3 separate regions of the Zea mays genome follow, and all the other regions are linked to region 1. A link is a contact called in public Hi-C data. All regions are on one chromosome and are shown on one strand. The core of a region is the stretch at or near the end of the contact, and the rest is flanking DNA. Distances in the headings are between cores, read along the strand shown.

Region 1 (3,757 bases), core at 327-2,826:
TGATTTGGCAGACTGAGATTCCTCCCTCCATTGAAAACCACTAGGATTACTACCAAGGCCGTCGTCCTCCCCAGGCCAGTACCAGGTGAAAGATTTCTTACCACCATAGGTACCATATGGTGTGTGCGCGCATTCATCGTCATCATCGAAGCTTTTCCAGTAATGCCCGCCTAAGTTAAACATCAATGTGCAGTTCTTGTCATCCAAATATACAACAACAACAAAGCCTTTTCGTCCCAAGTTAGAGTAGACTAGAGTTAAAACCCAACAGAAGGCATAAGACAAAGTTCATGCACGTGAATAACTGTGTTTTCTACGTGCTCGTGCTCCTATTCAAGGCTAATTTTTTAGGTATAATCCATCCAAATAATAATAATTTGAAGGTAACAAGCAGATCGTGAAATGTAACTTATCCATAAAATAATAAAAGGTACATAGCAAAGGTGCTAGGAAAATGATCGTCCAGCAAATAAATAATGGAGCAAAAATCATTAAAAGCCAATGCTCGCAGGGAAATGTTAGTGCGGAACAAATGCACGTGTAAAAGGTTGGCAGAGCCCTCATGTTTGTGTATTTTTAGTATCCTGTCCAGTATTCTAGATGATTGAAAACATATAATTGAGCTGTACACAGAACAACACAAGCATTTAAAATTCAAAAGTCACTCAAGGTAAACGGTTTGAAAGAGCTTACGCTTATTTTTTCCACAGGGATTTTTTCCTGGAGCAGAGCGCTGAGCCTTCGACCCGGTACCACCTTTCTGCTTCCTCATTTGTTTGTTACTGCTTTCCTGTAGAGAGCAACGACGCGTACTTGAAGCAATCCACTTTCACAGCGGGGAATGTATTTCCCCGAACAAATGAAAAAGAACAATGCAGTCACAGGTATGAACTGAGCTGTAGCGGTGAAGGAGGCAAATCTGTTTGTGCCCACGAGCACCAACCGGCATGTGGTACATGTCCAGTTACTTATACCAGGACGACCGCATCGAAACGGGGTCGCTCCAGAAGTTAAGTGCATTAGTGGAATTGCTTAGAGACAAACAAGCTCACATGTCTGCAGGCAGAGAGAATTCACGAGTAGGAAGGGGAGAAAGAAAAAAGATCGCCAAGACAAATACCTGACATGTGCCGCCATTGAGCAGAAGGTTCTTAAGGGCGCTCTTCGCATCCCCTCGCTTTTCACGGACGGTGAAGCGGAATCGAGGCTGCCCAAAACCACTGTTAGGTTCGAAATGATTCCAGAAACGCTCTGATGCCACAGTGCATACATGGCGAGTGGTTAAGGAGCGATGAGTGATATATGCACTGGGCTGGGTCTTGTAATAAGTCATTACAAAATATATCTGAACAACTAACAGCTCTCCGACTAGTGAGAGCGTGCAACATTACACTTGCACACGCACATTTTTGTTTGGAAGGAAAGGAAATGCAAGCTAAATCCATTGTCTACTGGTACTGAAATTCCACTGAAGGTGTGCTGACACGGAATTATTTGTTTTTTTGGTGGCGCTGGCGCCTGCCGTTGGCTAATGTTTCCTAGGCTAATCTCGCATCACATCGCATCTAGTACGCTGGAAGGAAGAGCCACAGATATGCATGGTTGGAGAGAGCGGGGAAGTTTAATTTGGAGGGGGTACAGTGGATTTACAGTGGATTTGGAGAGCGCTGCGGAGGAGGAGTGGAAGGCCTGTGCCGCCCACGCGGCCGCCGCGCCCCTCCGTGCGGCTAGCATCCCCTCCCCTCTCGGCTGCTTGCTGCGGCGGCGCGTCGGCCCACGGGTGAAGAGGGGAGAGGCGAGAGTGAGGAGACGACGACACACCTGTCTCTGTAATGCAGATCGGGTTGACGGATCCAACGGCTGGAGGAAAGTGTTTATAGAAAAGCCCCTCACTGTCCATTATTTTGTGAAGAAGCCAAACCCGTCGAATTGCAAGCCAGCACAGAACAGATCCCTTCTCAATCGCATCTGGGTCTGGCAGTCTTCTCGCGGTTGCAGGCCACAAACAACTGCTCCTCCTGCATTCCCCCTTTCCCCTTCCGTCCGCTGCATTCCTGCTCTCTTGCTCTCCTCGCTCTCAGACCACAGTTGCCGCCGCCGCCGCCCTAAGCCAGGGTGCTGAGGCTTTCGTTGGCCTCTTCGCCGGCAGCGAGCACCCACCAGGTACTCCCACCTCTTCTCTTCCCTTCCCTTCATGCTGTGCGAAGCTGCGAACCGTCGCTCCTCTGCGGGGCGACACGGGCGGAACCCGCGCCGCCGCTGCAAGAGTTCGCTCGCTGCCGCCTGAGCACGCGGCCGGAGGCCCGCGCCGGTGCGAGGGTGGCGGCAGCGAGGCCTTTGTACTCTCCTCGCGAGTTCCCTCCCCAAGCGTGCTTGCCTCCTCCTGCCTGCGCCAGCTAGGGCTGGGCTCGATCTGGTGCGCTATGGCCGGATCCGTGGCGTGGCGTGGGTGGAGATCCACTTGCAGGGGCACGGATCCGCATTCCATGAGTCCGGATCTGCAACAGCGGTGGCATCAGCGCGGCGGGGGGTGCGATTTTTTTTCAGATGCATATAAGTCCCTTTACTGGATCCGCCCCGCCCCTGAATGCGATGTTGCAAATTTCAGATTCAATATAACGTCAGAAACCGTTGTCTTCCAGTTAGCATGCGTCTCAAATCCAGTGCTCCTTTTCAATCACATATTGAACTAAAACACTTTCATCATTGACTCATTTGATTCTATCCATATGCGCCACCTGCAGCAGTTCTGTAGAAATGGCTGATGGTGAGGACATCCAGCCTCTTGTCTGCGACAATGGCACCGGAATGGTCAAGGTCAGTGCTTTTCCCCTTAATTTGTACAGCCATAGTCTCCCCCACCCAAATATGCCACTAATTTTGTGTATCTATCTTCTAGGCTGGTTTTGCCGGCGATGATGCACCAAGGGCTGTATTCCCTAGCATCGTTGGGCGTCCTCGTCACACCGGTGTCATGGTAGGGATGGGGCAGAAGGATGCATATGTTGGTGATGAGGCACAGTCCAAGAGAGGTATTCTCACGCTCAAGTACCCGATTGAGCACGGTATTGTAAGCAACTGGGATGACATGGAGAAAATCTGGCATCACACTTTCTACAATGAGCTCCGTGTTGCCCCGGAGGAGCACCCTGTGTTGCTTACTGAGGCTCCTTTGAACCCAAAGGCCAACAGGGAGAAGATGACCCAGATTATGTTCGAGACTTTCAATGTTCCTGCCATGTACGTTGCAATTCAAGCAGTCCTGTCACTCTATGCTAGTGGCCGTACTACTGGTATGACCTGCTCCTTCCTTTTAGTTCAGTGTTGATCCAGTTTTCTAGTAATCTCTCTCTTTGTTTCCATTAGGCTCTTATCAACCCACCAAGTATCTTTATCTTCTATTCTTGCTCATGAGATTGCATAACTCAAAATACACTGCATATGTGGTTACCTCAGTCTGCATGGTGATATGAAATTATGAATTCAGGGAAAAAATAAGTATCTCAGCTAGTATACCAAGAATAAATAACGGAAGTCAAAATTAGTTGTTTACACGGTGTGACTGAAGTTTCCTCTTTTTTTATTCTCAATCTACAGGTATTGTTCTCGATTCTGGTGATGGTGTGAGCCATACTGTGCCCATTTATGAAGGATATGCCCTTCCTCATGCTATTCTACGTCTGGATCTTGCTGGTCGGGACCTCACCGACTCGCTCATGAAAATTCTCACTGAGAGGGGTTATTCCTTCACAACCTC
Region 2 (3,730 bases), core at 1,184-3,683, 210 kb before region 1:
TCACCCTTCCGTTGGGACTTGATGGAGGAAGAGGATTCCTCCTTGTGCTTGTGGGCGGACTCCCTCGAGTGTGTTCTCCCCGAGCTTGCGGACTTGTCGCCGCCGGTCCCGATCTCCCTCATGGCGGATGCTCCCGACATCACTTCGAGCGGTTAGGCTCTAATGAAGTATCGGGCTTTGATACCAATTGAAAGTCGCCTAGAGGGGGTGAATAGGCAAATCTGAAATTTATAAAGTTCAAACACAACTACAAGCTGGGGTTAGCGTTAGAAATATAATCGAGTCTGAAAGGGAGGGCGAAAACAAATCAACAAAGAAATAAAGCGGATGAACACGGTGATTTGTTTTACCGAGGTTCGGTTCTTGCAAACCTACTCCCCATTGTGGTGGTCACAAAGATCGAGTCTCTTTCAACTCTTTCCCTCTCTCAAACGGTCACTTAGACCGAGTGAGCCTTTCTCTTCAATCAAATGGGACACTTAGTCCACTACAAGGACCACCACAACTTGGTGTCTCTTGTTTTCATTACAAGTGAGTTGGAAACAAGAATAGAGGAAGAAGAAAAGCAATCCAAGCACAAGAGCTGAAAAGAACACAAAAGTCTCTCTCTCTAGTCACTAATTTGATTGGAGTGATTCCGGTCTTGGGAGAGGATTTGATCTCTTTGTTTGTGTCTTGGAATGAAGACTATAGCTCTTGTATGAGGTTTGATGGCTGAAAACTTGGATGCATTGAAGTGTGGTGGTTGGGGGGTATTTATAGCCCCAACCACTAAAATGACCGTTGGTGAGGGTTGTTGTCGTATGGCGCACCAGACACTGTCCGGTGCGCCAGCCACGTCACCCGACCGTTAGGGTTCGACTGTTGGAGCTTCTGACATGAGGGCCACCGGACAGTCCGGTGGTGCACCGGACAGGTCCTGTTCACTGTCCGGTGCGCCTTCTGACGCCTGCTCTGACTTCTGCGCGCAGTTGCACTGTTCACTGTTCACTGTAGCTTTGCGGACGATCGTTGGCGCTTGGAGCCGTTGCTCCGCTTGGCACACCGGACAGTCCGGTGCTACACCGGACAGTCCGGTGAATTATAGTGGAGCGGCCTCCCCGAATTCCCGAAGGTGGTAAGTTTGGAGTGGAACTCCCTGGTGCACCGGACAGTCCGGTGCACCAGACCAGGGCTGCATTTGGGTTGTCTTTTGCTCTTTTTATTTGAACCCTTTCTTGGACTTTTTATTGGTTTGTGTTGAACCTTTGGCACCTGTAGAACTTATAATCTAGAGCAAACTAGTTAGTACAATTATTTGTGTTGGGCAATTCAACCACCAAAATCAATTAGGAAAAGGTGTAAGCCTATTTCCCTTTCAAAGAGAGACAGTGAGCCATCGATTCTGATCAGAATTTGGAACTATATGAGTTGGTGTCTTGGAGTATGAGGACGGTCCCCAGCGGACCCCACGCTTGGATCCTATGGAAGGAACTAGGACCTCACTCGAATTACCCATTTGTAGCCCACCAAACGCCATTGCTAGCCCATCGAGGAAAGCGTGGTATGGCGCACATGCCCTCATCTACGCGAAGGGGATGTGCGGGGGAGTGTAAACTAAAAATACGAGATGTCCCCGAGATGGAACTCTACATCGAGTAGAGACTCAAGGGCTCACCATGCACAAGTGTGGTGGACAGGTGAAAGCTGCACAAAAAGCGCCCCCTCAAAGAAACCCGGGACAAGCTAGGATTTGGTGGACCCGAAACCCACACACATGTGAGACTTTCAATCCTTTCATGATTTCCCTTTATAAACTTTATAAATAAAACACTCTTTAAAAGCATTTGGAATTGAATAATTCATGCTAAAGGTTATGTATACGAAACTAAATAAGTAGTAAAATGTTGAATCTATGGATAAACTTTTTTACTTTAACTACCGTTGCAAAGCGGTCTTTTCTTAAAAGTGTGTTTTGCATAGGTGAGACATTTGCATAAATAAATGAATAGCGTAATTAATATAATTATATATGTCGCTTCATGCTGGAGATTGATTGTTGCATTTCAAATCAAATTGGAATTTTGAAACGTAAAACACAGTTTTGAATTTGACTATTAAACTGGAAATCAGAAAATTGAAATACAAATAAGGAATAGAAAAAAGGGCAATCCTTACCTCCTGGGCCAAAACCTCACAAATCGGCCTAGAAATCACCTTGTGCCGGCCCAACTATCCCCTCCTAGCCCAGTCGTTGGCGTCGACAACTGGACCCCAATAGACTGACTCGCTGCCTCATGGAGTCACTGCGTGTGGGGCCCGACCGCCAGATGTTTCCTCGGCATCACGCGCATGGGCGCGGACTCGTCCCGATGCCGCTATCACGTGGGACCGCACCCCAGCACGCGCTGCGCACAACTTGAACCGCTAACACCTCCTGGTCCTGGACCACTCGTCCGTCGAGCGTCGTACCATGCATGTTGGTCCTCTGGCTGTCCGGTGGGCCACGAGGTCAGTGCTATCCCCTTCCCTTGCAACCAATTCCCCGCGGGATCACTGGGTGGTTGAAGCTACCTCTGCCATTCCCACAGCCGAGTTGGCCGATTCGCCTCACCCTCGAAGCATAAAAGTGGTGCACCATGCGCCGCATCAAGGGAAGCCAAGCACCATCATTGGGTGACAGTAGAGAGGAATGGGGGTGGATGTCGCCGCCATCATATCTCGATTGTGTAGGTATTCTACTCCCACAGAGCAGATCGATGAGGGGATTCGCGGGTACACATAGGACGCATTCGTGGCCATCTTGGGCGGGGAAATCCACCGGTGGCCCGCTAATTGCTTGACGGAGCAGGGGCGCCACCGCTGTAGGTCTGCGCCTGTGTCATCGCTCAGGCGCTTCGCTAGTCGGTGCCCAACGTATGTAAGACCTAGTGGAGCGATGTGATGGACTAGGAGGTGCGGAATTCCTCGCAGTCGTTGGAGCTCCGCTGCAAAACCGCACGTCGTCGTGGCCAGCCATGCCACTTTAAACACTAAAATATGTTTTAGGAGATCAGGAAGCTCTTTTGTGCTACTTATGGAATGATAGAGGAATTGATACTAGTACATGATTTATTAAGAAACATATATTTTTCAAATTAATATACAAATAACAAAGTAATAATGGGAGTTAATGACTCAGATTTAAAATTGACTTATAAAATTTTGAATTATAATAGTAGGGAGTTCTTCTATTTAATTAGGGCATGTACAGTGGTGTTTAATGTGGAGGCTCTTAAGGTGTTTTAAGGGGATATTTGCAAAAAAAATCTTAGAGCCGTCTCTCCGTGAAGAGACGCCTCTGGCTCGTAAACAAGTAGCAACAGACGCATCACTTCCCACTGTACGAATTTGTCGTCTGTTCTATCGATCTGATGCTGTACAAATGCATTTAATTCTGTATTTATTAACAGACTACATTTATAGACACTACATTATATAATAGAGTCTCTTAGGTGTCTCTTGTGCTTGGACAACCATTTTGATGTCTCTTCACTGTACATGCCCTTACTATGAATGCTTCTTTCACTAATATTACATGTGGGACAATTTTCCCCTCCTCAGCAGACACTATGTGCGGGCCCTAGGTGTCAGCCTCCCACTCGCGCTTCGCATTATCAAGCACCAGCTCATTGGCATGTGGGCGGTGGGCCATGGCCACTGTTTATCTTCTCACCCGGGCTACCGCCGCGGTCGGTTGGTTGAAACCGCC
Region 3 (4,009 bases), core at 584-3,083, 230 kb after region 1:
TATTTATTTAATTATTTGGTCTCAAGATTCCAAGTAACTAACTTTATTGCTCGGTCCCCTGCCACTGCTAGCAATATATATAAATACATGTCTCTATTATACCTAACAGAATCATATATACATTAATTATGTGCCTAGCATAGCTTGTAGCAGTATATTCGGGGTGTTTTTTTAATCTAGCTAGCTTCTACCTGAAAATTAACGTTGCATGTTTGCATGGAATAATAGTCCAACACAGCAGGCACCAGGTGAAAGGACATATGCATGCTTAACTTGGATGCATCATGCATGTTATTAGTGGACACTGCACACACACATCACTATATATCATACCTAATCAAACTAGATTATTCGCCTTCTAGTAAGTAAGTACTTGCTCTTAATTTACTGGATGAAACTTGTTTAGCAAACCACCAGGGGATCTGCTACTCGCGTAACTAATTTTTATTCTTGTCCCACAATATAATAAGGCGTAATGATATAAAGAGAATTAAATGTATTTTTTGGTCTTTAATTCAGAAGTGATTACGTCTTATATACAGGAACCAAGGGAGTACTAATAAATAGCTAAGGACACATCTGATACTGACAGCAAGGAAAGGAGAGGGGATGGATAGGTAGATAGATAGATACCTGCAGGACGATCCAGAGGGCCCACGTGACGTTGGCGAGGACCATGAGCAGCGTCCCTGTGATCCACCTCGACCTGCTCGGCGGACCACCGGTGGAGGCGGCGTGCTGCCTCGGGGCGGCGAAGGCGCGGTGGTGGTTCACGGGGCTCATGGCCGGACCGGCGTAGAAGGCGAGGACGAGGACTCCGGCGACGCAGAGCGCGACGCCGGCGGCCTTGGCCACGCCGGCGGCCGTCCTCAGGTTCACCGTCTCCATCCTCAGCACCAGCACCAGGCAGAAGGTGAATACGGGCACGGAGTTGGCTAGCGCGGACCCCACCGTCGCGGACGTCAGCTTCAGGGTCAGGTTGTACGTGTTCAAGCTGAATGTGTTCCTGCAAAAAAATTTAATATATTTTTTTCAGGCATGTGAATGCGTGCATGCATGAGCAAAGACATCATCGTCTATCGATCGATTCCAAATTAACACATGCACGCATGAGCCATGTATATGCGTACGTACCCGATCAAGGCGAGCAAGAAGAGCTTGAGAAGCAGCTTCCCAGACATGGACCGCATATTCTTCCTGCATGCATATACGGCCAACAAATAAAGAGCTGTACAATTTCTGTTTTTTTAAATTAATTCGAAAAAGAGAGTCGTACGATACGACGTCGTCGTTAGGGCGTGTGCACCGAGCACCGTACGTAGTATATTAATTTGCCATGCATGCATGTCATCGAAAGTAGGAGTACCTACCTACACACACACGACACACCTGCGCGCGCGCAGTCGTATATTTGCTGCATCTTCATGCATGCATGCATGTGCATGGTTAATTAACTGGGTGCACTTCTTATAAATGCATGCACCGCACCCTTCTTACGACGATATGGATGAAATTATATATACCTTTGGTGGACAATGGCTGTGGGCACGAGGATGAGCGAGGCGGCGGCCATCCTGTAGAAGATGAATACGAAGGTGCTCATGCCGTCGTCGAAGGCTGCCTTGGAGATGACGAACATGCCGGTGCCGATGATCTGGATGGCAAGAGCGATCAGGTAGGGTTTCTTCGCCTCCAAGCACGCCGCCATCATGGCGTTCGTTCGTTGTTGTTTGCTTCCCAGCTGATCGGATTGTTTGCACACACACGTACGTACGTGTAGCTATCTATCTGTGGAGTCGTGAGTGACACATATGTATATATATAGAGAGAGAGATCGAATAACACTAGCTAGCTATAGAGTGTACACATATGCATCATCTATGTTTATTTATATATATGTGCTGCTGTATGTGTAGCTGCTGCAAATATAACATGAGCACGGCCGGCATATGCAGCAATAATCCTGCAGCTGGAGAGTATTTTATGTGAGTGCTTCTCCTCCATGGGTCGCAATTAGCTAAAGACGAGGAAAGCTGGGCGAGAGCGAGCCAGAAATTAAAATAAAGCGCCTCCCTTTCTTTTTTTTTCATATTATTATATATGTCCAAATACACTCGGTGGGTAAAGGAGAAAAGCTAGCTATAAAGCGCCTTCCCCCCTTCTTTTTTACCTTTAGATTATTGATTTGATATTTGGCGATTGTGTAGGCGTGTCACCATTCTGAGGTTTGTTTATCGTAAGAGGACTCAACGCTGAGGTGTAAAAAAAAAGACAACAGAAGCGTGTACAGCCGGCTTACGCATAAAATTAAACCGAGAAACTTGTTTTTGGCTTGCTGCCTAACTTGTTACGTCTATCTATTCTTTTCTATTTAAAATTAGTTTCTCAATTCGCACGATTAAACTTAGACAAAATATATATGATACAGTTAGCCACGAACCAAAATAAACCCGCCAAAGAAGACGAGCCATGTATTAATAGAGAAAGGGAGCTAACAATTACTACATGGATACTATATTATCAGGCTTTGCTTTAGGATCCTAACGCAAGGTACGGATGCATGCTAATTTTCATATCAATGCACACATGCATACACAGCAGCTAATAAATTAAGTACTCCTGCTTTGATGTGTATTTAATTTATTTACATGTTCAGCACACTTCCCCCTTTTTTATGCGAATTTTAATAGACCGTACGTGCTGATAGCCAGCCAGCTTTTGGGTTTTCTTCCGGTTACCAGTATCGATTCTTTTGGAGTGTACCGGCAACAGAAAACAAATCAAAGCGCCGCACGATAACAGTAATGAATTCCATCACACACACAAACACACATGAGTACGTACTGCTCCATCATCCGACAATGCTGCGCGCGCGATTCGATGTCGGTGTTCGATGTAGATGTTCGATGGCGCGTGTGTGGTTTCTAGTGCTGCAAGCTTTTAATCGTCAACCAGAGCAGACGACGGACGATGCAATAACGTACATGAACTAGCTAGGCAAAAACATGCATGCTAGCTGCTGGTCGTCGTCGAAACGTCATTTGTTTTCTCCGTTCTTCACCAGCGATCTAGTTTTCTTCGACCATAGATGGTAAAAGTTCTCTGCATATATATAGTAGCAAAAAAAAAAAATCGTTAGAATAAATCCCATACGCGCCCGACCTTCACGTGATCTATCGAGCTACCTGTCATGCATGATCATATATCTTGGCGCATAAAAGCTAGCTTTGTAAACTTGTGAAACTTAATCCTGCATGCATGCAGCAACATGTGTAAATAAATAAAGTTGCACCATATATATATATATATATATATATATATATATATATATATATATATATATATATATATATATATATATATATATATATATATATATATATATATATATATATATATATATATATATATATATATATATATAATTACTTATATACACTCGTTACACTAGTAGAAAAAGGCTCAAAGCCTGCGATGCGGTATATTTTTACAGACGGATTCGACTATCAACCACTTATGCTATTTTTAGTGGCGGTTTCTTAAGAAAACCGTCACTAGAAATCATATTTCTACAGACGTTTCTTAAGAAAACCGTCACTAGAAATCATATTTCTACAAATCAAAGCGCCGCACGATAACAGTAATGAACTCCATCACACACACAAACACACATGAGTACGTACTGCTCCATCATCCGACAATGCTGCGCGCGCGATTCGATGTCGGTGTTCGATGTAGATGTTCGATGGCGCGTGTGTGGTTTCTAGTGCTGCAAGCTTTTAATCGTCAACCACAGCAGACGATGGACGATGCAAGGTACATGAACTAGCTAGGCAAAAACATGCATGCTAGCTGCTGGTCGTCGTCGTCGAAACCTCATTTGTTTTCTCCATTCTTCACCAGCGATCTAGTTTTCTTCGACATAGATAGTAAAAGTTCTCTGCATATATATAGTAGAAAAAAGAAATTCGTTAGAATAAATCCCATACGCGCCCGACCTTCACGTGGT

Evidence for each region. Hi-C and Micro-C count contacts between places; a contact is called where the count stands out from the background.
Region 2: a Hi-C map of leaf shows a contact between it and region 1, with 7 times the contacts expected there. The contact joins the enhancer-like site here to the promoter of LOC103629275 in region 1. A contact is called at or near these places in 4 of 25 Hi-C or Micro-C datasets (ear, endosperm, leaf and 1 more).
Region 3: a Hi-C map of bundle sheath shows a contact between it and region 1, with 5 times the contacts expected there. The contact joins the promoter of LOC100192030 here to the promoter of LOC103629275 in region 1. A contact is called at or near these places in 10 of 25 Hi-C or Micro-C datasets (bundle sheath, ear, leaf and 1 more).

Annotation. Positions count from the first base shown.
Region 1 is chr6:49,175,212-49,178,968 of Zm-B73-REFERENCE-NAM-5.0, reverse strand. It overlaps LOC103629275 (actin-97), which reads left to right and starts at 1,576. Exons shown (of 5, transcript XM_008650452.3): 1 at 1,576-2,163; 2 at 2,748-2,817; 3 at 2,900-3,293; 4 at 3,598-3,757. The coding sequence starts at 2,758. It overlaps LOC100285325, which reads right to left and starts at 1,803. Exons shown (of 6, transcript NM_001158218.1): 1 at 1,651-1,803; 2 at 1,121-1,207; 3 at 694-790; 4 at 1-170. The coding sequence starts at 1,734.
Region 2 is chr6:49,383,319-49,387,048 of Zm-B73-REFERENCE-NAM-5.0, reverse strand. No RefSeq gene overlaps it. Among protein-coding and RNA genes, the nearest start is that of LOC103629276, 92 kb to the right of the region's middle. Within about 2 kb of position 2,433, at least 19 of the 20 cell types and tissues checked have an H3K27ac peak or open chromatin away from gene starts, as enhancers often do. A contact at or near this core is called in ear, endosperm, leaf and 1 more, where this site is marked.
Region 3 is chr6:48,945,447-48,949,455 of Zm-B73-REFERENCE-NAM-5.0, reverse strand. LOC100192030 reads right to left here and starts at 1,833. Exons shown (of 5, transcript NM_001137453.1): 1 at 1,524-1,833; 2 at 1,135-1,197; 3 at 634-1,006. The coding sequence starts at 1,711.